7 separate regions of the Mus musculus genome follow, and all the other regions are linked to region 1. Evidence: chromatin contacts called from public Hi-C, HiChIP or PLAC-seq and promoter capture Hi-C data. All regions are on one chromosome and are shown on one strand. The core of a region is the stretch at or near the end of the contact, and the rest is flanking DNA. Distances in the headings are between cores, read along the strand shown. Region 1 holds the start of Ap1s3 (adaptor-related protein complex AP-1, sigma 3). Region 2 overlaps Gm38631 (a long non-coding RNA gene). Region 3 overlaps Gm38631 (a long non-coding RNA gene). Region 4 overlaps Gm29536 (predicted gene 29536). Region 5 overlaps Gm29536 (predicted gene 29536). Region 6 overlaps Gm29536 (predicted gene 29536). Region 7 overlaps Acsl3 (acyl-CoA synthetase long-chain family member 3).

Region 1 (3,074 bases), core at 45-2,544:
TCCATAGATACTTGGGAACCAGCCTTCATCCCACCTCCATTAGGCAAATGAGCTATCTTCCTGGGTACCTTGTTCCTTGGGAAACTTGAGCAAGCCAAGAGAGCTGCTCCGTTATTTACAGGGGCCTTTTTGCACCCTGCATTTACCTCAACAAACAAAAAATGGGCACGCTGGGAACCCTGCCGACATCCTCTGGGCTATCTGTCCGGGTGTCTCAGCAATGGACTACTCCAACTCAACCTTCTTTCTAAAGTCACCTGCTCTCTGTCGTGCATCCAGAGAGTGCCTTCAGGAGGTCACTTCTCTGAGAATTTGGGAAGTGTGCACAACCAGGGAAGTGGGACAGGCTACCAAACTAGTCACTGTCCCAGCAGAAAGCCAGCGCGAGAGAAACCTCAGGTATTGCTTCCACCCAGAGCTGGATATCCACTTCTGAGTGTAGCGGGTCTCCGGGCTTTCATCTTGATAGGAATTCCACCCCACGCCCCCACCCCCCCACATCTCAGTCCATTCTCCATCATCAATCAAAGGGTTCAGGAAGTGTAGAATGGATACGGTCACTACTCCTGTTAAAATTCGAGCGAATCAAAACCCAAAACTCTACTTTATGAAGAACTGCTACCTGGTATCCCTCCCGCCTCTCCAGCCACAAACCGGGGTTTCATTTCTCCTCTTCACAGTCGCTCACCCCTCCAACTGCTGCGCTCTACCAAAACACCTCGGGGAGCTCAAATGTCACTTCCTCAAAAAGGCCACCAAATCAAAAATTACCTCTCAGGCGGGTTTCTTGAGGCTTGGGAGTTCTCCTCGCTCTGGAAAGTTATTTTTATTTCACCATTCCATCACCGTCTCTTTCCCTAGGCATCCTTTCCTACCAGTGTTAAGCACCTGGTCCCCCGCGACATCCCCAGCGCCTGGCTCGGACCAAGCGATCAGAGAAAGAGACTGAAATGAATGAAGAGCGGTGCCCGGTGTCCGTGGGACTCGCAGGAACGGGGAGACCTGCACTGTCCGGAGCAGCCGGGCCACCCTCGCCTGTGACTCGGCGGTACCCAGAGCCAGGTTAGGCGCGTACCCCCTCCCCAGCCGCGTGTTCGGCCCTGGAGCCGCAGGTGTCACCTGGAGCGCGCACCGCCTCGACCAGCTCCATCACGATGCTCAGCCCTACTCACCATGGTCCCGGGTCCCTACAGCAGCGATTGCCCGGGATGCGAGGGCCAGAAGAGACTGTAGCAGCCCGGGCGGCTGACAGGTGAGGCGCTAGCCTCAGACCATGGCTACTTCCCACAATGCCCTTGAACTGAAAGTTTGCAGACTCCTCCCCGCACCGGGCTGCTCCTCCCCTCCGCTCCTCCCACACACCTTCCTCCTGGCTTCCTCAAATTGTGTCACTCCTTCTCTGCCTCTTCACAAGCCTCCCGCTCCAGCTCCCCCTTTTACCCTTTCTCACTCCCTCCTCCTCCCCCTGGTTCTTCCTTTGCTCTCCTGCGCCACGGGGACCCCGCAGTTCGCCACGCCCCTCATCACCGCTAGCCCCACCCAGGGCAGTGCTTACACCTGCGCGCGCACCTTCTGCGCTGACCGCGCCTGGTGCCCCAGCTTCCCTTTTGGTCTGGGGTCTGCGATCCTTCTTCTGCTGCCACGTTGTGTGCTTCATGAATGGGACTGGCGACCTTCCGCCAAAAGAAGATGCTTGCCTTTACACCTGAGAAAAGTGTAAAAAGCAGTCTGGCCCTACACCTCAGGGAGAGAGCAGTTCCCAGAGCTAGAAATACATGAAAAATGTTTTCACACACACTCCCTTGAGTTTTGTTTTGCTTTTTACCAAAATTGCAATTCAAGAACATTCATAGCCCTCTCCGCTTAAAGTTTTCTATTACATTAAGGTACTGAAACTCGGGGGGGGGGGGAGTGGTGTTTGTTTTTCTTCAGCTGTTTTTCTTCCCCTTGATTTTTAGGCCTAGACTGTTTTGTTATTTAAATTAAAATATAATTACATCATTTTCCCCTTTCTTCCCTTAAATTCCCCTCTTCCCCAGGTATACCCACCCACCCTGCCCCGGCGCAGTTTCATTTGAAATCGTGGCTTCTTTTTTCTTTAGGGGTGTGTGTGTGCGTGTGTGTGTGTGTGTGTGTGTGTGTGTGTGTGTGTGTGTTACTGCTCGGTCTTTTAGTGTTGCTCTTATGTGTATGGTTTCAGGACAGACCACTTGGTATTGGCTAAACAATTAGGGGAGTTTTAAGCCGGAATAAAGAATCTCCAGGTCTCCGAGTTCTAAGCAGAGTTTTAGCACAGATTGATTTGGGGAGAATGGGCTGGTTTCGCCATATACCCAAAGAGAGACAATGACTCTTAAAGGTTAACCTTTGTCTAAATGGCTCTTAGACCCATAAGTCGACGGAATTCCTCTCCAGGATCTAATCTGAACCATCTGCAGGATATAGACACCCCGTGCCCCCCCAGCCCCCATCTAGGAACAGGAAAGCAAAGAGAACTCCAGCTGGGCTCCCGAATTCCTGCCACTAATGCCTTTCCTTCATGCCAGGCCCTATGGGGGAGCCCTGGTGATGAATGAGGGGGCACTGATGTCACTGATGTCACTGGTGCTCACAGTCCCCAACAGAACAATAGGTGATATACAAGTTGCAACAAAGCCCAGGAAATGCTAAGAGACCCCAACAGCTGGGCTAGCAAGACACAAATTAGCTACTGTAAATTACCCGGAAGCCAGGTAAACTGCCCCCTGGTGAGGTGGTAAGCTGTTCTGACAGAGAAGCCAGGACACTGAAGGAAAAGACTTGTCCTGGATGGACAGACCCCAAAGATAGCCTCGGTGGCTTTGGCACAGTACCAGGGAGATCCGAGGGATAGGGAGGAACATGGAGACCAAGCTAGAGGCACCTCTGCATCTACAGCCTCCAGTCCCAGGTTCCCACAAACCCCTCTGCCTCCAGGTTCCCAGCTGCTACATACTCCAATGCTCCTTTTAAGCTTGTGTTGTGACATCTGCAGGGACGGGACATAGAAGAGGATTGTATGACTAGAAGTAAACCCCAGGCTGTGGGGTAATTTT
Region 2 (3,381 bases), core at 859-3,358, 930 kb before region 1:
GCAGGGGGCACTTTCAGCCGTGTTTGGCTGTGGGTAAGCAGTGGCTCTGTCATATGCTTGCCTTCTCTCAGTTGTCACAGGCCTCTACTTCACTCTAGTGTTGACCTTAGTGAGGTTGTCCTGATTTACCTGCCTTAGAAATGGGTTGAGTTCTCGCTTACTAAGGGACGATCCAGTTTGAGTATAAAACAGTTCAAATGCATAGTTTATCACAGGGTTGGAAGTCTCTTAGTAGTGGGACATTCTGAGAAGATAACATTCTACTTTTCTCAACTAGATAGCTAAAGGTAGAAAAAAAAAAAAGAAATCATAGTTTCTTGGACATCAGTGCTTCAGAAACTAGGATTTGGTAAATGCACACATGAGCGCACACACACACACATATGCAAACATGATTCTGTACACATGCCAACACTCACACATATATATACTTCAACACACATACAAATATACAGACACACAATAACATAACACGCACCAAAACTTATACATACCAACATGGACACAGTTAGACACACACCAACACAAGTATACATATACCAACACATATACACACGTGCACATACACACACACACACACACACACACACACTCACACTCACACACACTGTAGTAGCATATACTTAAATACTTATGAGTTTATGATAACAGTGAACCTGGAGGAAAACTAGGCAGTGTTTTACTCATTCATTGGCTGTTTCAAGCATCCCAGTTTCCCCACTGGGGGCTGAAATACAGCAAGAAGTCAGAAGGTCTCTGACTCTATAGGCTATGACAAGTACAACTAAAATATAAGCAAAATGTGAAAATCTTTAGTATCCCTGCCACACATTAAAAAAAACCATTTTTAATTGATTCTTTGTGAGTTTCACATCATGCATCCCAGTCCCTCTTATCCCCCCCATGCCCTCATATCCACCACTCACCCTTGCAACCTCCCCCCACAAATAAAACACAAACAACAATAACAAAAGCATAGAAAACTCTCATTGTGAAAGCTACAGTATGTCACAGTGTGTCCCACAGTATATCCCTGTGACCACACATCTTCACTTGCAGATGTTCATTGCAATGAGTCACTGGTCTGGTTCGAGATCTCTGACTTCTGTGACACCATCAATATTGGATCCTCACAGGGACTCCTCCCAGTTCTCCTGTTGTTGGCCTCTGTCATGGAGATCCTGCAGCTTTGGAACGGCAGGACTGGCCCTTTCATGTGTCTCAACTGATGATAGAGATTTTGGGGTGGGCCAATTCAGAGCCCTGGACCTAGACTTGGTTGGTAGCTGAGCTGGTCAGCCTTAACACCAGGGCAAGCTCTCTAGCACTGCTCTGGCTAGGCCACTCAATGTAGCTCTCCTGCTTTCATGCCCTCGAGGCTGGTTCACCACCCATGCCTCCAGAGACGACTCCACTATACTATACTATACTATACTATACTATACTATACTATACTATACTATACTATACTATACTATACTACCCAGGGTTTCAAGTGCTGCAGCCTGACACAGGCAGGGCCAGCTCTCTTGTTCTTATGCCCTTGGGCCTGGCTCACCAGTGCCTTTGCTACCAGGCTCTCCTGTGCTGCTCAGATGGGGTGCAGGGCCTGCTCTCCTGAGTGCCCTGCAAACACATTACAATCCGATTTCCCTTCTTTTTTTTTTTTTGTTTTGCCACGGTGTAGGTTTTGAGAACACAGCTGTCCCAGAACAGGTGCAAGAAAAGCTACAGTCAAGGATGCATTCCAATGTTGACTCATCTCTTCCAGACACCTATGTAAGCTAACAGGCTACGGAGAACTTCTGTTTCCACAATCTCAGCACTAAGAAGCTGCTGTCTCTCCTCATCATCAAGGCTGCTCTGTGGATCCTATCTGTGGCAGTGCCAGGAAGCTTTTGGCAGGCCTTTTGCCCAGGAGCGTTCCAGGCTGTCTGTCTGAAGTCCATGGGGTGAAGTGGTGAGACCACCTGGTCAGAGGCAGCCTGCTGGGCCTCAGCGTGGAATCCTGGCTTCCCTCTATCATGTTTACAGAGCCGTGTCTGTCTGCTCAGCCTCCTATGAGATGAGAATACCAGGCAGTCCTTAGTCACTCAGCAGTGAGTTCTGGTAATTTTCCTCTGGGAGAAAGAGGGCTGGTTGCCAGCCTTAGATTGTGTTCCCTCTGCTATCCTCTCTGCTGTCAGCTGATGAAATAGGACTTTTGATTTCCTCTTCTGTATATTCTCTGACACAGAGGCACTGGGGAAAGCAGGCTAGAGACTGCTACTATGTTAGGGCTGCTGAGAAATATTCACAGAAAAAAAAAGAGTTAGACTCACTAGATACTGAGAACACAGGCACACAAATATACTAATGCTTATGAAGATGTTTTGCATATGTGCATTTGTGTAGTCTTCTCCCCAAAGGATTGCAATGGTTAGGAAGAAAAGAGTAACAGCTCCTCCTTGTTATCTTTATTTTTCTGTATCAAAAACAACAACATCATGGAGATCATGGGGAGAAAAAAGATTGTGACCTCAAATGTTTTCTCCTACACATTTGCAGGGCTAGGCTTTATAAGTAACCTGAGATTTTCATCTTTTAAAACAGACTATCAAATAAATTTAATCAATCTTTTATTTATGTATGGGTGGTTTTTCTACATATATACTTGTGCACCATGTGCATGCCTGGAGCCCACAGAGGCTAGAAGAAGGCACTGGATGCCCTGGGACTAGAGTTACAGATGGTTGTGCTCTGCTATGAAAGCTGGAACTTGAACTCTTGTCCTCTGGAGGAGCAGCAAATGTTCTTAACTGCTGAGTCACCTCTCCAGGCTCATCCATTTTATTTTTACGTTTTTAATTTTTATTTCAGAACACTGTGAGTGTCAATTGTCTGGGAAGATGTGATGGGTTCTATGGGTTTAGGATGGCAAGGATGCACACCTTGGCTGGGGTGTTAATCTCCCCAGCTCTAGGCTCATGGTTCTGATGAGACCATTGTCATGGTACCCTGCCTTTCCTCTCATCCCTCTTTCAGGCCACACAGTGATAAGTGGGTTCATACAAGTCCCCATTGTCCTGAGCACTATTGTGGCACATGGGAGAGCCTACAACCTCAGCTACATCCGTGTTTATTGACAGTTGGAGTTTTGAGACAGAATTCTTGCATTTTGGGTCTTAGAACTAGAAGTGAACTAGCCAAAGATCTACTCCTCTGCCATATGGACACAGCCTCTGTCAACCATGAAGAAGAGAACAGATGCAAGAGAGCAGAGGAGCAGACCCCCATCCTCTGTAATTTCTGAGGCAGCTGACAAATCAACTAAAAATTCGCTGTGTCACTGAGAAGGTGAAGCCAAATCTTCCCCATAACAGCCTATTTTAATATCACATC
Region 3 (3,243 bases), core at 319-2,818, 940 kb before region 1:
TTAATTTCAGGTGTTTGCAGTTATTTATTACAGTGTCTGCCCCACTGAAGAATGCATTTTTTTTTTTTTTTTTGAGAGAAGCAGGACTTTAAAGCAGAAGGATGAAATCAAACCTTGTAGGAGAGAGGGTTATGGCCAGCACCCTACCAAAACAGCCCTCAGCCATGTTAGCACTCTACCAAAACAGTAACGAGCCAGCACCCAGCCAGGCCAGCACACAGCCAGACTAGCACCCAGCCAGACCAGCACCCAGCCAGTCCAGCATACAGCCAGACCAGCACCCATCCAGGTTAGCACACACTCAGACTAGCACCCAGCCAAGGCCAACACCCAGCCAGGCCAGCACCCAGCCAGACTAGCACTCAGTCAGGCTTTCTTAGCCTTTTTGCAGCCCATGCTTGGGATTGTTTGCTGTTCAGGGGACAAAAGGCATACCAGCTTCCTGCCTGGCCTCCTTCCATCCACTAGGTGCTAGTGGCACTGCTGAGCTGGGCTTTGAAGGTTGGTACAATATTGATGGGAAATAGCGAGAGTTGGGGAGAATCAGCCGGGAAACGAGCTGGCATTTGACAGATGCCTCTGTGTGGAGACCAATGTCCCTTTTTGGCATCACGGAAACCGTTTTTATCATTTCCTTTGGCCTAGGTGCAGTTTCCATGACTTTTGCCTTACAGCAGATGGAGGGTTGGAGCCGGAGACTAAGCTATTTTTTTTTTTTTTTATTTTTTAGGGAGTTTTAAGCAGGACAATACGTGTTATACAACTTAAAAAAAAAAAAAAGAAAACAAGATTAGAAAAGAAAAACTTCTCCCTTGCCCCCCTCACCTCTCCCACCTACTGGCCCCTGGCATCTTCCCAAGATGAGAAATGAGAAACTTGTATTTCTCCTGGCTTCCAGATGAGAGACCAGATTATTTTTCTACCACTGGAATATAAAATTAATTTATTGCCTCGGTTAAATTTGATTAAAAAAAAAAACCTCAGCTTCTCTTACACACACACACACACACACACACACACACACACACACACACGCAGACACACATACACACACACGATTGTGATTTTTTTTTAAAAACAGCTACTCCACAGACCTAGCATCAGGTTTCAGGGAGCATTCACTGTAGTGTTTATTTGCAGTAATTCTTTTCCTGGATACTTCCCAGTTATTTCCAGAGGACAAACTCACGCTGTGTGTATAAGGATCTCGACAACAACAACCAACTCCATGGCTGGAAGGGATCTAATGTATTCATCTTTGGGAGGGAAGAGGTTCAGAGGCTGTTTGAGAAACTGATAAGGCTTTCTCAGGGGGTGCTGTGAGGCAGCGGGACAGGGAGACCCTTGGGTAAGCAGAAGGTCTGGCTACCCACCTTTCTTTCTCTGCTTGGCTCTGTGCTACATCAGCTTCCTGGTAAGTGCTGTAAGGAGAAACATCAAACAACAGATAGAGCCTCAGATGCAGAACCCGTGACTCTGAGCCCGAGAATGGCTTGTTCCCAGGGTCTCCGAAGCTTCTTGTCTGTCACCATCATCAGAGATGCTTATGCAGTGAGATGATCCCTTCCTCCAGCCCTTAGCTTCCGGGTCAGCCCATGTCTGATAAGCCCAGCACACATACCACTGGTGAGATTTCCCCCACGAATCTGACTAGCCCTGGATAGCATATTGACAGAAATGATTCCACACATTTTAATAGAAATGAAGGCGTTTCCGAGCTAAGATAAGGAAGACGCCTGCTGATTTTTGAATAGGGTGTCTCCATTTGTGTTTCTCAGACAGGGCCTTCCTCTACAGCTGGACTCAAATTTACTGCAGTTCTCTTGCTTTGGGCTTCTGAGGGTAGGGATTGCAGATGTGACCTATTGTGCTCAGTTATGCATTTAATTGGTGTGTGTGTGTGTGTGTGTGTGTATGCATGTGGAGGCCAGAGAACAGCTGTAGGTGTTGTTCCTCAGGAACCATCCATATCTTGAGATAAAATCTGTCATTGTCTTGGCTCTTTCCAAGTAGACTAGGACAGCTGGTGAGCCCCAGGGACCCACCTTTCTTTGCCTCCACAGTGCTGAGATTACAGGCACAAGCCATGCCATCGTGTCTAGTAAGCTCTCTCTCTCTCTCTCTCTCTCTCTCTCTCTCTCTCGATGCTAGGAATGGAACACAGTTCTTTTCCTCCCACAAGGAAGGCACCCTACCAACTGAATTATCTCCCTAGTGTTTGTTTACTTTAAAAAAATATTTTTTATGTAAATGAAGATGTTAAGATCCAAGAAGATACATAAGTGAGAACATGATTTTTTTTTAACATTTTGAGACTTCTCTTGTGCACACAGTGATCCGTTCCTTATTCTTTTTAGTATTCTGCTTTGGTTTGGCAATGGGCACTGTCATCAGACATTATTTGTGTGGTCCACAATGCCCTGGCACTCTGGTGCTGAGGTCAGAGTCAAAAGGCGTGGCTTTGCTTATGGAAAGATTTTATGTATACTAATCCGTGTTTGTCATTCACATGGACATGACAGTGGCTTCATGTTGGTCTCTGCTGACATTGCAGAAATGTCCATCATTTACACTGTCCTTGCTAGAGTGTTTATCTTACTTTATTTTCCTGTTATGATAACAACTACTCTGACAGAAGCAACTTAAGTGAGAAAGGCTCTATGTTGGCTCACAGTGGGAGGCACTGGTTCAACATGATGATGTCACAGCAGCGGAAGCTCAATGTAGCTGCCTATACTGTAGCTACAACCAAGAAGCAGAGACTCATGAATGTCTGTGCTTAGCTCAGTTTCTCCTTATGCATCCACAGAAAGGTGCTATCCATGGTGGATGAGCCTTCCCACTTCAGTCCACCTAATCAAGATAATCCCAGCACAGGCATGCTCACAGGCCTGGAAACTTGGTGGTTCCAGATCTTATCTAATTATAATTGAGATTAAGCACCACAGTAGTGCCAATTAGCAAGGCGGGGTGACTGCTCTCCAGGCATGGGGAAAACCAACATTTTCTTAATGAATGATGGTGGCTACTCCATCCTTTCTTATTGAATTTCATGGAAATTATTACTCCACGAGATGCCAAGAGACTCGCTACCCTATGCCAGCAGCCCTATCTTTTATGGCAACATCCCAGCACTAGTCCAGAGGAGCCTTCTCCACTATCAGTAGAGAAATCAAGACCAGTGGAGGACCTTGTATTGGAGGTCTTGGCTAGCTTTAGAGTCATAATCCGACAATGAAGTGT
Region 4 (3,423 bases), core at 897-3,396, 810 kb before region 1:
TTAGACTTTCTGAAACGCTGGGCTCAAGCCCAGAAGTCCTGGGGGAACTCACTTGGCCACTATGTCCCAAATATCTCTTCCAAACATGTGGCAGTCAAGGAGACTATTCCTTTTATGACCTCAAGTCATCTTAGAGTAAAACCAGCCCAGGCTGTAATAGAGGAGGCTGTGGACACAGCAAATAAATCACCAGTGCAGCTGACTGGTTCTACTGGTGAGCCCTGGCTCTATGTCCAACCTAGAGGAGAGAACAGAACATCTAAGCACTGGGCCATTCCTCAGGTGACAACAAAGCCCAGGACTCTCATGCCTTCCTGGTCTTTAATCTGCTTGGTGTGTGTGTGTGTGTGTGTGTGTGTGTGTGTGTGTGTGTGTGTGTGTTAATCTTACAATTAACAATAGGTTATTGATTCAATCTCAGTCAGCTATGTCTGCTATAACAGATACCAAGGGCTGGGTGAAACAAACTGAAGCTTCAGTTCTGAGGGCCAGTCATCTGAGATCGTGGAGGAACACGAGTGACCATCTCGTCATCAAGAACACTGACCCTAGGATAAGGGTCTCCCCTTCACATCCAAATAACTCCCAAAGATGCTCCCTCCAATATTACCCCACTGGTGGGATTAGCACCTTGGTATATACATTTTCAGGACAGGGACCAAGCATGCAGCCATAAGAGATAATGCTTCACTATTAGGAGTTAGCGGGAGAAGGGGTTTCCATGGCATAAGCTCAAGCTTCTGCCTACAGCTTATGTTCTGGTTGGTTAGGTGATCCTATTACAGTAGAAGAGTTTCAGTGGTCATTTCCCTTGAGGACCCTGGCCTGACATCCACTGAGGATGGCCTTGGTCTGGCTATGGCTGTTGATTGTCATGTTACAGTCATGATGCCTGGGTGTCGTCTCTTTGGGCTGGGAGAGACTCACTCTCTCCTGGCACCCACAGCTTAGTATCTCCAGGCCAGAAAAGCAGGGCAGAGTTCATGATGGAGTGGTAAGAACTGAGGCAGAGCTCAGGGGATCTTCTTCTAGTCTGGGCTGTCACTAGCTGAAGGACTTCAGCAAGGTCACTCTTCAGCTGCTTCTCAGTTGCCCCTGTGATGAACAATCAGAGCTGGTGCAGCTCTTGTTCCTTTAATCTATTACCATCTCCCTGTAGTGTTTATGAGGTCTCTAGCTTATAGAAGAAAAGGGACAAAAGTTATTTGGCAGTTATTGTATGGTAGGTACTCAGATAGGCTCTTGATGTCGCTGTCACATTTAATTTGTGGAAGATGTCATTCTGGTTTCACAGCTGCATTACCTGAGCCTCCGGGAAGTTAAACCTGTGTTACATCATGGAGCTGTATGTTAGTGAAAAGATTGCCTGTGAAGAGTATCAGGAAGTTCTATTTATGTTGGCCTAAAGAGCATGGTGGGCTGTGAAAAGGGAGAAAGGGGTACAAGGACTTTCTACCTCTCTGGGGCCTTTTGTTCTCTGCTGGTTTGATTGCTAGGTTGTACGTGACAATATGGTTATAGCAGCTCCAGCCCCCACATCACTTCAAGTGACAGAACACCAAGGAGATTCCTCAGATGTGGGACTTCCAGTGTTAAAGCCAGGAAACTCCCAGGCAAACTGTTAACTGGGTCCCCAGCATTGGCTCAGCTTCAAGTCCAGCAGGAAGCAGGATGCTTCCTTGAATAACTCTTGCAAAATGTTCTGACTGGCTTAGAGTTGGCTGTCTTAGAGCAGGTTCGGACATGGAATCAGTTTCTGTGGAAAAGGAGATGCAGGAATGAAGGCTGGCTTAGGCTTAGAGATAGCTTTGCCTGGCCATATGCATAGGACCCTTTTGTCAACATGTGAAACACGATACATATTGACAAAACCAAAACCAACTCGATAAACAAAATACAAAATACTGTGATGAGGAAGGGGTGAGAGAGAGGCTGTGTGGCTGAATAAGGATGCCACACGTTGCTGGAAAGTGGTAGAGGCAACTTCCTGACCCTTGGCTCCTTACTGGGAACCTTGACGAGGTAGATAATTCCAAGAGATGTTATGGTCACTTGCCAGGTGGGGTCAGGAAAGAACACCCAGTGTGGTTAAAGATCAGTCATTCTGACGCAAGAACTTGGGGGAGTTCTTGGCTCTGCGGCCTTTGAATAGAGGACAGATCTGTTTCTTGGCTTCCATGGCCTGGCAGGATTTATGGAGGCTTGAGGACGGGGTGCCTGTGGCATGTGTGGCTGATTCACTAAGTACACCGACTACTACAGAAGTGAGTATAAGCTTTCAGTAGCAGAGAAGCCTGCAGTGGGTAGCAAGGCAGAGCTAAGCCCACTCCTCAAGGAAATAGGGCCTTTGTGCACAGAGAAGGACATTTATCTAGGAAATCTCTCCTGAAGATTTAAAATGCTGCCGTGTGTGCAGTACCAGCTTGGAAATTGCTGGCTGCTAATACTGCCTTTTATTAAACCTTCCAGCAACATTCACTGGAAAGCTACTAGGCTAAAGGAAAGATTATTTTTGGCTCCCCTACTTCCTGTTTTAGGAGAAAATGATATTCCAGAAAGACTTAACCAAGACTGAGAAACTGCTCACATAATCAAAGTGAAGATAGAAGAGAAATTTCACACTGAAAGTTTTATTCCAAAGTGAGACAAAAAAGTGTGAAAGTCGTTATGAGGGTGGCAATAGAAACATACTGTAATCAAGAAAAAATATGCTTTATTTAAAAAGACCTAATGTTCAAGGTACTGTATGTTGGAGAGGATCAGTGTTGAGTTTATCGTCCCCCATATGGGACATTTAGAAGTGTTACTCCTAGGCATGACTCAATATATGCTTACCCCAAGATTTCCTTGTATCAAACCCCCTAGAAACCCAAATGAAGTTCTATAGAAATTCACTGCGGTCTGTTTTTCTTTCTCTGCCTTCTCTATTCTTCTTGTCACGGTGCCTTGGTTTCTTCTTCCATTATCGTCCTTACTGTTTCCTTTTTCCAATTTACCCAGAATCCGAGGGACTGAAGTCCAGGATTACCACGGGAGCAAAGCCTGACCACTGTCAACACAGACAACTTTAGCATAAGCACCTTAATTGAGTTTTTAGTTTGTGACTGAAATAGAATGGGTTTCTGGTGAGTTGATCAGAGGCAGAAGACAACACAGGCAGAAAAAAAAAAGAAGAAAAAAAATCCTGAAGAGGGGAACAGAATAAAGAACATGCTGTTTGTTTCAAAACTGCCCTTTTAGGGTTAAAACAGAGGGGACTTCCTTACTGTCTTGATTGGAATCTTCTAATTTCCTGGAAAATGGACCTATATCAAAACTAAGTTGGACTCTGTAACCCATTATAAAGTGATTCCATTCTCGTTTGATCTGGTCTGCTGGGGTCCATGAGTCTTTCCCATACTTCAGCACTATTAAGAGTCCCTG
Region 5 (3,292 bases), core at 553-3,052, 830 kb before region 1:
TGTGTGTGTGTATAAATTGTTTCATATTGTGTGAAGGATAGAATAGAGAGCTTGTGAAAGAAAGCAGTGTTGGTATAATGCCAGTCACAAAAGAGGTAAATGCTTAAGATATGAAGAAATTTACAGTAAACAGGCTGGAAAAAAACCCCACAGCTAAAAATCTGGCAAAGTATTATGGAAGCATGCTTATCATTTAGGCTAAAGAAAGCACAGCTGAGAAAAGTATAAAAAATAAAAATGTGAAAACATAAACCTTGAAAAGATCATATCTTGGGGTGCAGTGTGGTCTTCAGTGACTATATTGGGTATTTTGGGAAGGTTCACTGAAAAGTTAAAGACACACCATTTATTGCTTTTGCTTTTTTGGGGGGGGAGGCGTTGTGTTAGTTTTTGTTAACACAAATTGCAAACTTGTTTCTGTTTCAATATATTTAGATTGGGTTACCTTCCAGGTATCACCAATACTTCTCTACCTTCCAGAGAGCCAACAGATCAGATAGGTTTGCGTAAGGATCTTTTATGTTTTCTTGTAAAACATAGACCAACAGAGTAAACCTGGACTGACGTATATAAGAAAGTAATCTACAGTAGGCTGATGTGAGTTCAAGGGAGCACTGCTATTGAACTATTTATTCCTGGAGTTAAAGGCAGTACTCAAATTTATCTACATTATTGAAATTATCTGGGAAGGGCCAGAGAGGAGTTCAATGATGAAGAACACTTTTTGCTCTCATGCAGATATCCAGTTCTTAGAACTCACGTAGGAGTTCTAACTCACAGGTGCCTGTAATTCTGAGCCAATGTCCTCTTCTGGTTGCAGTGAGCACCGTTACACACATGTAATACACAATGATCCCCCCAAACACATAACACAAATGAAAATACAATACACCTTTGAAATCTTCTTAGGGAGAAAGGGTTTATTTAGCTTATACTTCCACATCATAGTCCATCATCAAAGGAAGTCAGGACAGGAAATTAGGCAGGGCAGAAACCGGGAGGGAAGAGCTGATGCAAATGCCATGGAGGACTGCTCTTACTAGCTTGTTGGCTTGTTCCCAATGGCTTGTTTAGACTGCTTTCTTATAGACCTCAGGACTACCAGCCCAGTGGTGTCCCCACCTAGAATGAGCTTGGCCTTTCAACATCAGCTCCTAATTTTGAAAATGCCCTGCAGGCTTCCCTATAGACTGATTTTATGGAGGAATTTTCTCAACTGAGGCTCCCTCCCCTCTGATGACTGTAGCATGCATCAAGTTGACATAAAACTCATTGTTCTGACATTGTCAAAGAAAAAAAAATCCACCCTCCTCCCCATCTCTCAGGTTAATGTATAGCAAATTGCCAAACAGATAGAAGGCAGAACCTCAGTGTCATAGTCCCAAGTAGATGACAAATCATCTCAAGCAGAACCCTTAATCTGGCTTTCACAGGTCCCCAGCTGGCTGTGTATGCAGGCTTTCAAGTGTTCTTATGCTAGTCCCCCCAAGTCACCATGCTTTATGAGCTCCACTCAGAACTCAAAATCCAGACTCCATTTCTCTCATCTGGACAATCATCATCTCCTCTTTGCTGAGTTTTGTGTCGTTTTCTGCCAAATCAGCCTCCAGCCCCTGCCTCCCCACCTCCTTCCTACCCCCACACCCTGAACTGTGTGATTCTGTGCATAGGAGTCCTATCTACAACTTGCTATTTGCATCTGAAGTTTGACTTCATTCCTTACCACCCAGACAGGCAACTACCCTTGCCTCTGAAATGGAATAAGTCTACTAGAGCCTTATCCTTCAAATAGGTTACTGCAGAATGAAAATGGCTTAAATTGGTTACAGATGGCGACTGACAGGCAACAAGCCCCTTCTCTTTCACGGTTCAATATACTGCTTGGTTTTTGGAAGTTCTTTCAATCTTCAATTGTAATTTTACAAACCACTCTCAATATTTATTCTTGAAACAACAGATACAGGTTGGTTTTTGTTTGCTTGTTTCTCACCCCCATGTTTCTGCAGCCTGAGCTGAGCCCTGCTGGGTGCTTTTCTGCTCCTTGTGGGAGCAAGAGCTAGAATATCTTTGCTCCCGTATCTGATTTATTAGTCAAGAGGCCCAAGGAAGCTCGAGGCCAAGAGGAGCTTTGTCTTTCCTCCCGAGGCTGACTTGGATTGTCTTGTAGCTTTTCATAGAGGTTGAACTTAGATGGTAGCTGATTTCCCACAGAGAAGATGAAGTAGGTAGATGCTTGTTAAAACCTAGTCTCAAAAGCCTAGGCATGTTCCTAGGTACTGTTCAGTCAAAAGGAAGTCACAGATTTAGCCTACATGGAACAGGAAAAGAAATGGACTTCACCCCTCAAAAAGAGAAGCAACATGAAGACTAGAAAAAAGAAAGAAAGAAAGAATGGCTAAGATCAGCGTAGGAGACAACCTTCCACAAGAATCCTCAAATGACTCCAAAGATTCCAAATGATTCTTTCTCAGTTAGTTCACTTACATGCAGTCCGAGGATGATATATTTTCTCTCACATTGCCTAATAGTGTCTGTCAGAGTTATGCACTCTGTTAACCAGTCTTGGCCAACGGATGCTAGCACATAAGAGCAAAGGTTTAGCAGGTATGGGTGGAGTAAATGACTTTCTCACATGAGACAATATCCTCACAGTGGAGTAGAAAGGGGAAGTTGCGCATGTCTGCTGTGCCTCTCTGCCTCTTAGGGAGTGGCATATGTTCTTTTACTTTCCTTTATTCTTTATCAGTTTCCTTCTTTTAATTCCTTGCTAATGTCAATGTGAAAAACACAGTTCTCACCTCAGAGAGGATATGGGTCAGTGTATTTTTTAGTCGCATGGGAGACTGTGGCCAGAGACACAGATTTAGGTTACCCTAAATACTGTGATCCAATGTGGTAACATGTCCCTGAAGTTTTTATAGCAACAGAACAAAGAAATCGATCGTGAAGATATCTTAAAATATATTGGTGGAAACAATCTCTGCTATAGGTCTTGTATGCTAGCTGATAATGTTTTATATGCTATTTAATGATTTGATGATATTATCATTTTAGTTGGTGCAAGTTAGGGGCATGTTTGCATATTACAAAGATATTCACCTAACACTCACAGGATGTTAGGTCAAACACAGGGGTAGGTAATTCATGACTACTTATATGGCTAAAGGTAGTCCAGGATATATGTGCTTACTAACCTGTAACATTCCAGCTTTCTACAATTATTGAAAATGCAATCAGTTAATTAGCATTGTAGAATGTTTAACATATGTGCAGGCTCTCCTTCCTTCCATTT
Region 6 (3,089 bases), core at 128-2,627, 760 kb before region 1:
ACTTGGTTAGCAACTTGACAGGGTCTAGAATCACCCAGGAAACAAACTTCTGGGTGTGTTGGTGAGAGTATTTGTAGAGAGGGCTAATTGAGGTGAAAATACTCACTTTAGCTGTGGGCCACACAATTCTATGGGCTGATAGAGTAAAAGATGGAGCGGGGCAGAGCTCTGTCTGTTTCTCAGATGCAAAGGCAGTGTGGACTGGGTGCTTCAGGATCCTGCCTTCGTAACTCCTCTGTGATAGTGGACTTTCCTTGTGATCATCACCACCCACGATCTGTGAGTCCCAATAAACCCCTCCTTCCTTAAGTTTTGTTTGTTTGTTTGTTTGGATTTGGTCAGGAGTTTTGTCATAGCAATGAGGAAAACAATTGGTAACAATGGTCTATAAGCAGAGCGAACTGCGGTCCAGAAGGTAGTGGCTTATCTAACAGGCTCTCCGCCTTGAAAAATCAGAAAGGCCAGTTTACCAGAGATGTTCTCTGGCAGGGGACCTTTGAACTTTATCAATGATGTCAGTTTTGCCTAGTTCTACTGCAGCTGTCTTTATACTTGAATGCCGGTGTGTGTTTCTGCGTGTCTGTATATTTATTGGAATCCATGTATACATGTGTGTGCAGGCAGGATCTGAAGACCAAGGAGGCCAGGAGAAGTCAGTGCATCTCTTGGGGCTGTAGCTGCAGGCGTGCCCACCCTGGGGCTGGGATCTGAACGCCGGTCCTCATGACAGCATGGAAAGCATTAACTGCTGAGCCATCTCTCTGGCCCTTAAGATAGGATTTAAAATACAATAAAAAATTTAAAAATTCCTATTCCTTTGCTAGCTTTTAAAAATTAAAATGTTCAATGACCCTGAAAACAAAACAAAAAATAAATCAAACAAACAAACAAACAAAATCTGTGTGGCTCTTAGATCCATGCTTAAGGTTGGAAACTGTTAGAGACTCTTCTGTGTAATCTTGGGCTACATACAATTCTATCCTGGGTTCTGTCAGGGTGCCAGGAAAGTATCAACCAGTATTTCAAAATGTTAGAAGTTGTTCTGAGTTTTTAGTAGACTAGAGGCAAAGACTCTGTGTAAAATGAGAAAAGAGAAAAAAATATGCGCTTGCCTCTCCAGCTCAGTTAGATCCAATGTGATCAACTATAATTCATGAGCTACTGCATGTTTTATGACTTCCCACAATTATTCAAAAAGACTCCAAAGTTTTCATTTCCTTCTGATAAAGGCAGGCTATACAGTCAGCAATTGGACAACAAAGAGGTTTTTCTCTTTTTCTCAAATGTCAATGAAGTAGGAGCTGTGGCAGTCAGGAAGAGGGGTAGGAGGAGCCAACACAGAGTCTGCTCTGCACAGTAAACACCGGGGATAATCAGATTAAAGTGCATTTGAGAAGTTGGCCTCTGCTGCTTAGCCAGGCAAGACGATGTTTGTGTAAGCTACCGGGGCAAGAATTCCATTTCTCTTACATAACAGGGTTAGGCATTTTATAGTCCCACATCCAAATAAACAAGGACTCAGGCACTTGTCATTCTCTTCAGCTTTTATATGCTAGGTTGTTTGCGTGTGTGTGCGTGTGTGTGTGTGTGTGTAGTGGGGTGTCTCCTCAATTGCTTCTCCACCTAATAATCTGAGATGGGGTCTCTTCTTGAACTGGGATCTTGTGGTTAGACTGGCTAGCCAGTGAGCTCTAGAGATCCTCCTGTCTCTACCCTTCTCCATGCTCACTTTAAAAGACTGATACTCCTGTATTTGCTAGGCCCCGGCATAGTCTCACAAGAGACAGCTATATCTGGGTCCTTTCAGCAAAATTTTGCTAGTGTGTGCAATGGTGTCAGCGTTTGGAAGCTGATTATGGGATGGATCCCTGCATATGGCAATCACTAGATGGTCCATCTTTTTGTCACAGCTCCAAATTTTGTCTCTGTAACTCCCGGATGATCACAGTCAGCTATTGGATGGGTCACACGGTCCCCAATGCAGGAGCTAGAGATATTACCCAAGGAGCTAAAGGGAACTGCAACCCTATAGGTGGAACAACAATATGAACTAACCAGTACCCCAGAGCTCTTGTCTCTAGCTGCATATGCATCAAAAGATGGCCTAGTTGGCCATCACTGCAAAGAGAGGCCCATTGGACTTGCCAACTTTAGATGCCCCAGTACAGGGGAACGCCATGGCCAAAAAGGGGGAGTGGGTGGGTAGGGGGTTGGGGGGGTGGATGTGGGGGACCTTTGGGATAGCATTGAAAATGTAAATGAGGAAAATACCTAATAAAAAAATTAAAAAAAAAAAAGACTGATACTCCATGTGGCAATCAAAACTCAGGTTCTCAGGTTTGCATAGCAATCGCCTGACCCACTGAGCTGTCCCCCATCTTGATATACTCAGTGGCCTTCATCAATATGGTGACATGTCAAGTTTTTTTCATAAGAAGAAAAAGCACCCTTGCATTTTATGCATACTGCGTGCCTGGATTTTGGAAGTCAGCTTGGCTCTTGGCTGTGGGGCTTGCCTTTTCTCATTTTGAGGCAGCGAATGCCTAAGCACTGGGAAGCCATGGAGATGCAGAGGCCAGGCTGTCAGGGAATGTGCTGGGAGAGCGAAAGCTCATCAGCCAAGCTTCTGATAGCAGTACCCACTGAGCTTGACTGCTGGCATCGTAAGCACAAACGTCAGGCCTGGGAGCTTTGGGGACAGCATCCTTGACATGGATTACTTTAGGGACCAGCCTGGAGAAAACAGAAGCATTTAAGTCAAAAGGGCCTGCTTGGCTATCCCAAGTCCAAATTCCAATTCCTCAATAGCTGCTGAAGATTCTGAGAGCTGGGAGGGAATGGTCAGCCCTTTTAGACTTAGCTGGTACTGGCAAGACAGAAGCATGGGAAATATAGCTTGATTGTTAGAACCTCTGAATGGGGAGAAGGAAAGCATGGTTGAAGGAAAGGGAGATTAAGAATTGCTATAGGAAACTTCTAGTGAGCATATTGCTTAAACGCCCCCGTCATTTTTTTTTTCACCCGAATGTCTCAATAATCAGACAAACACGGGCAGCAGAATTATCAATGTTGCTATGATAGATCCTCAA
Region 7 (2,943 bases), core at 8-2,507, 970 kb before region 1:
GGGGTACTACAAAAATGAAGCAAAAACAAAGACAGATTTCTTTGAAGATGAAAATGGACAGCGGTGGCTGTGCACTGGAGATATTGGAGAGTTTGACCCTGACGGCTGTCTGAAGATCATTGGTGAGTATTGCGTCCTTTTAAAAAGCTTATGTGTATGACTGTTTTGCCTCCATGTATGTATGTGTACTGCATGTATGCACGATGTCCTCGGAGGTCAGAAGAGGGTGGCCAAGTCCTCTGGAGCTGGAGTTACAGATGGTTGTGAGCCACCACCATATGGGTGCTGGGAACTGAACCCAGGTCCTCTGCCAGAGTACTACATGGTCTTAAATGTTGAGTCATCTTTTAAGCCTCTGAATTCTTTCTTGAAAGTGTTTTCCCAGATGACTTTACAAAGTGGTGCCTGTGTTTACAGAGACTGTTTTACTAGTGAAAGAGCTTATCTCTGTAATATTGAGGGGGGCTTTTATATCATTTCTGAAATATAACATTTTAAAGAGAGACTAAAGTGTTCTTAAAGCTTGGCATGTTATGAATACGGTTGCAAAAGCTGTTCAGCCACAGATTTGTGGTCATTAGTCACTCTCTACTGTTGGTGTAGGGAATGCTTGTTTTTGTTAGCTGCCTGGCTAGGTTATTGTGCAGTGCTTGTGGTCTGAACTTAGTCCTGGCTTTGCCCAGGAAAACCAAGGAAAGCCTGGCAAGTCAAGTACTGTGACCTACAAGGCAAAACACCTTTCGTGCTTCTGCTGCAGTTTGTTCAGCTTCAGTAGTGCCAGATGCATCCTGGGGTTATTCGGGGCTTCCTGGGAGACACAAGCAAGCATCTGCTTACCCCACATAGGGGACAGATGACAGACTAAATGCTGGTGCCACCAGCGTCCAACTTGGTGAACTAGTGAGTGTCACTGGAGTTCCTTATGGAGTGAGTGCAGGTGAGCAGGAATGACTAGAGACAGATGCAGCAGCAGCGAAAGTCCACCCCAGCATGGGTGAGAGCCCACAGAAGCTGGCGTCCTGGAGCGTCCTGCTTGACCTTGCTGGCAGCTTGACAAGGTGAAGCAGTCTCTTCTTGGCAGCCCAGTTGGTCTGAGCATCCTCTGGGCAGCTTGCTTGGTTTATTTGACAGTGTCTCTTAGAAGTCTTTACTGCTTGTGCAAGCTTGAGGAGGGAGGAGTCGAGTGCGTCTGGTGAGCGTCAGGGACTTCTAGTGTACTGGTTCTCAACCTTACTATGCTGCAACAGAGAACTGCTGTCCTAGGGCTTCTGAGTCATTTCCTCAGTGGGCCTCCTGTTTTTATGACATGTGGATCTTGCGGCGCTTCCCTGCAGGTTAGAAAGTTTCATTGAGAGTTTTGTCCTGTAGGAAATTGTTGACAACACCTGGTCTTGATACCCTGAAGGCCAAAAGGAGCTGAGGCTTCCCGACCTCTGCTCCACATCCTGTCTCACTGAGAAAGGCAGACGGCTTCCAAAGCATCGTCTGCCTCTCTGCACATTTGCGGGTCAGGCCTAGGCCTGTGCCACCCTATCTATCATAAGGATCTCCGCTGTGCTGCTGCACACCTCTCCAAACCTTTCCACTTCCAGTGTGTAATGACGACACCTCATAGTTCTAAGAAACCTTTAATAGCTGCTAGGGGTTGTGTTCAGGGAGCCTCTATCACCCAGCTGCCATTCACCTCCCACCTCTTGAATTGTTTCCTTCCTCTTTATGCTTCAGTGTTTGAGTTGACACAGCTCCGGTCAATAAAAGTCACTTCAGGCCCCACTTGCAAGGATTCCTTCCCAGCCCACAAGTTGGCTGTGTTGTGTGGGTGCTGTGTTTCTGTTCCTCTTTCCTGGTGTGCCTTTGCCCATTGCAGTGCAAAGCTGCTTTCCCTCTGCACTAGTGAGTGTCAGGAGCGCAGCAGCTCAGCAGAATATATTCAAGCCATAAGGATGATGTCCCTTAAGTACAATATTTTCCACAAGAGAATTTACTTAATTGTAAAAGATTAGGGTCTGACTTTATTGTATAATCTCAACTTTAGGGCAGCCATCCATGCTTAGTTGAGAAAAGTTTTAAATGACTTGGTGAGAGTATTCCTATGTGCTTAAGGTGTTAATGACTGTTCTCAATATTTCTGCCTTTGCCCTTTGCAGACCGTAAAAAGGACCTTGTGAAACTACAGGCAGGAGAGTACGTTTCTCTCGGGAAAGTAGAGGCAGCTTTGAAGAACCTCCCACTGATAGATAACATTTGTGCGTATGCAAACAGGTGAGCTCCTGGAGTCTGGGCTGCGGTCTAGAAGTTGGCAGGTGTGCCGTGAGCAGTTGCAGCCGTGTGCTGCGGTATAAAAGTTGGTGGGTGTGCTGGGTGTGCCGTGAGCAGTCGAAGCCCCTGTGGGGCCACCACCTCCTCTGCATAGCTAGTGAGCCGGAACTTCCTGGGATGCTCTCCTCTGTAAGTGTCCTGAGTGACAGAGTTGGGGAAATAAGTTCTTATGCTGCCTCAGTACCTCTGCACAGGGAGGCTTTGCAGACCCAGTCAGCTGCAAGGGCATAAGTAGTAGCTCCCTACAGTCCTCTCTTCTGTCCTGACCTGCAGCTTGGCCATGCTTCCTGCTGGCCTGGCTCACCACAACCTCACAGCCCAGGATATCATAGGCAGCAGGGAATGGAAGTGTAAATTTAGAAGCCTAGAGGTGTATTGGGAACTGATGGAATCTGAGATTAGACCTGACTGCATTTCTGTAATAGTAAGTGAAGTAACTTAATCGTATGACCAGTAATCACAGTCACATGTCTGTGCACAAGGCTAGTAACCTGTCTGTAGCAGCTGACATAGTCATGGGTGTCGTAGGACAATCAACTTAGAAGAGGACTTTGGGCTGCATCCTGGGAGGTAGAGCTTCCGGTGGAATAGTTGTCTTCTGAAATAATTAGAACCAGAAATGTT

The links. Promoter capture Hi-C pulls out the DNA fragments that hold promoters and counts their contacts. A called contact is a pair of places that touch in the nucleus more often than the background predicts. HiChIP or PLAC-seq counts read pairs in DNA pulled down with a chosen protein or histone mark.
Region 2: a contact with region 1 is called in an H3K27ac HiChIP or PLAC-seq map of SST interneurons, with 11 times the contacts expected there. The contact joins the enhancer-like site here to the promoter of Ap1s3 in region 1. A contact is called at or near these places in 9 of 39 promoter capture datasets (the HPC-7 cell line, cranial neural crest, embryonic stem cells and 5 more), 16 of 484 Hi-C or Micro-C datasets (CD4 T cells, CD8 T cells, the G1E-ER4 cell line and 7 more), 19 of 115 datasets of contacts at active chromatin or transcription factors (the SCID.adh cell line, SST interneurons, VIP interneurons and 13 more) and 4 of 9 other capture datasets (adipose tissue, embryonic stem cells, liver and 1 more).
Region 3: a promoter capture Hi-C map of hippocampal neurons shows a contact between it and region 1, with 36 times the contacts expected there. The contact joins the enhancer-like site here to the promoter of Ap1s3 in region 1. A contact is called at or near these places in 16 of 39 promoter capture datasets (the 3T3-L1 cell line, 3T3-L1-derived adipocytes, the C10 cell line and 11 more), 6 of 15 datasets of contacts at CTCF or cohesin (the NIH/3T3 cell line, embryonic stem cells, large pre-B cells and 3 more), 182 of 484 Hi-C or Micro-C datasets (the AML12 cell line, the AtT-20 cell line, B cells and 93 more), 29 of 115 datasets of contacts at active chromatin or transcription factors (the SCID.adh cell line, Th17 cells, acute myeloid leukemia and 21 more) and 4 of 9 other capture datasets (adipose tissue, embryonic stem cells, liver and 1 more).
Region 4: a contact with region 1 is called in a Hi-C map of muscle stem cells, with 1.8 times the contacts expected there. The contact joins the enhancer-like site here to the promoter of Ap1s3 in region 1. A contact is called at or near these places in 4 of 39 promoter capture datasets (the 3T3-L1 cell line, frontonasal cranial neural crest and hippocampal neurons), 3 of 484 Hi-C or Micro-C datasets (the HL-1 cell line, brown adipocytes and muscle stem cells), 1 of 115 datasets of contacts at active chromatin or transcription factors (vascular smooth muscle cells) and 1 of 9 other capture datasets (embryonic stem cells).
Region 5: a promoter capture Hi-C map of cranial neural crest shows a contact between it and region 1. The contact joins the enhancer-like site here to the promoter of Ap1s3 in region 1. A contact is called at or near these places in 2 of 39 promoter capture datasets (the 3T3-L1 cell line and cranial neural crest), 3 of 484 Hi-C or Micro-C datasets (the HL-1 cell line, brown adipocytes and muscle stem cells) and 3 of 115 datasets of contacts at active chromatin or transcription factors (acute myeloid leukemia and embryonic stem cells).
Region 6: a contact with region 1 is called in a promoter capture Hi-C map of hippocampal neurons, with 6 times the contacts expected there. The contact joins the enhancer-like site here to the promoter of Ap1s3 in region 1. A contact is called at or near these places in 4 of 39 promoter capture datasets (the 3T3-L1 cell line, cranial neural crest, hippocampal neurons and 1 more), 2 of 484 Hi-C or Micro-C datasets (embryonic stem cells and muscle stem cells) and 2 of 115 datasets of contacts at active chromatin or transcription factors (acute myeloid leukemia and pancreatic cancer cells).
Region 7: a contact with region 1 is called in a promoter capture Hi-C map of trophoblast stem cells, with 15 times the contacts expected there. The contact joins the enhancer-like site here to the promoter of Ap1s3 in region 1. A contact is called at or near these places in 22 of 39 promoter capture datasets (the 3T3-L1 cell line, 3T3-L1-derived adipocytes, the C10 cell line and 15 more), 2 of 15 datasets of contacts at CTCF or cohesin (hippocampal excitatory neurons and large pre-B cells), 19 of 484 Hi-C or Micro-C datasets (the AML12 cell line, B cells, the HPC-7 cell line and 14 more), 13 of 115 datasets of contacts at active chromatin or transcription factors (acute myeloid leukemia, bone marrow-derived macrophages, craniofacial prominence and 9 more) and 4 of 9 other capture datasets (adipose tissue, liver, macrophages and 1 more).

What each region holds. Positions count from the first base shown.
Region 1 is chr1:79,670,678-79,673,751 of GRCm38.p6, forward strand. It overlaps Ap1s3 (adaptor-related protein complex AP-1, sigma 3), which reads right to left and starts at 1,295. Exons shown (of 5, transcript NM_183027.2): 1 at 1,173-1,295. The coding sequence starts at 1,175.
Region 2 is chr1:78,743,568-78,746,948 of GRCm38.p6, forward strand. It overlaps Gm38631 (a long non-coding RNA gene), which reads left to right. Exons shown (of 4, transcript XR_865568.1): 4 at 1,688-2,587. Among named protein-coding and RNA genes, the nearest start is that of Gm33693, 4.5 kb to the left of the region's middle. Within about 2 kb of position 2,109, at least 130 of the 459 cell types and tissues checked have an H3K27ac peak or open chromatin away from gene starts, as enhancers often do. A contact at or near this core is called in SST interneurons, VIP interneurons, adipose tissue and 2 more, where this site is marked.
Region 3 is chr1:78,725,548-78,728,790 of GRCm38.p6, forward strand. All of the region lies in intron 2 of Gm38631 (a long non-coding RNA gene), which reads left to right. Gm33693 (a long non-coding RNA gene) reads right to left here. Exons shown (of 5, transcript XR_865566.2): 4 at 1,374-1,421; 5 at 1,112-1,256. Among named protein-coding and RNA genes, the nearest start is that of Gm38631, 7.2 kb to the left of the region's middle. Within about 2 kb of position 1,569, at least 31 of the 459 cell types and tissues checked have an H3K27ac peak or open chromatin away from gene starts, as enhancers often do. A contact at or near this core is called in the Ba/F3 cell line, the C2C12 cell line, the N1E-115 cell line and 7 more, where this site is marked.
Region 4 is chr1:78,862,410-78,865,832 of GRCm38.p6, forward strand. The region is part of intron 3 of Gm29536 (predicted gene 29536); the gene reads right to left. Among named protein-coding and RNA genes, the nearest start is that of Kcne4, 47 kb to the left of the region's middle. Within about 2 kb of position 2,147, at least 30 of the 459 cell types and tissues checked have an H3K27ac peak or open chromatin away from gene starts, as enhancers often do. A contact at or near this core is called in brown adipocytes and muscle stem cells, where this site is marked.
Region 5 is chr1:78,842,434-78,845,725 of GRCm38.p6, forward strand. The region is part of intron 3 of Gm29536 (predicted gene 29536); the gene reads right to left. Among named protein-coding and RNA genes, the nearest start is that of Kcne4, 27 kb to the left of the region's middle. Within about 2 kb of position 1,803, at least 2 of the 459 cell types and tissues checked have an H3K27ac peak or open chromatin away from gene starts, as enhancers often do.
Region 6 is chr1:78,906,809-78,909,897 of GRCm38.p6, forward strand. The region is part of intron 3 of Gm29536 (predicted gene 29536); the gene reads right to left. Among named protein-coding and RNA genes, the nearest start is that of Kcne4, 91 kb to the left of the region's middle. Within about 2 kb of position 1,378, at least 37 of the 459 cell types and tissues checked have an H3K27ac peak or open chromatin away from gene starts, as enhancers often do.
Region 7 is chr1:78,701,339-78,704,281 of GRCm38.p6, forward strand. It overlaps Acsl3 (acyl-CoA synthetase long-chain family member 3), which reads left to right. Exons shown (of 15, transcript NM_001033606.2): 12 at 1-122; 13 at 2,148-2,262. Among named protein-coding and RNA genes, the nearest start is that of Gm38631, 17 kb to the right of the region's middle. Within about 2 kb of position 1,258, at least 95 of the 459 cell types and tissues checked have an H3K27ac peak or open chromatin away from gene starts, as enhancers often do. A contact at or near this core is called in the HPC-7 cell line, acute myeloid leukemia, adipose tissue and 3 more, where this site is marked.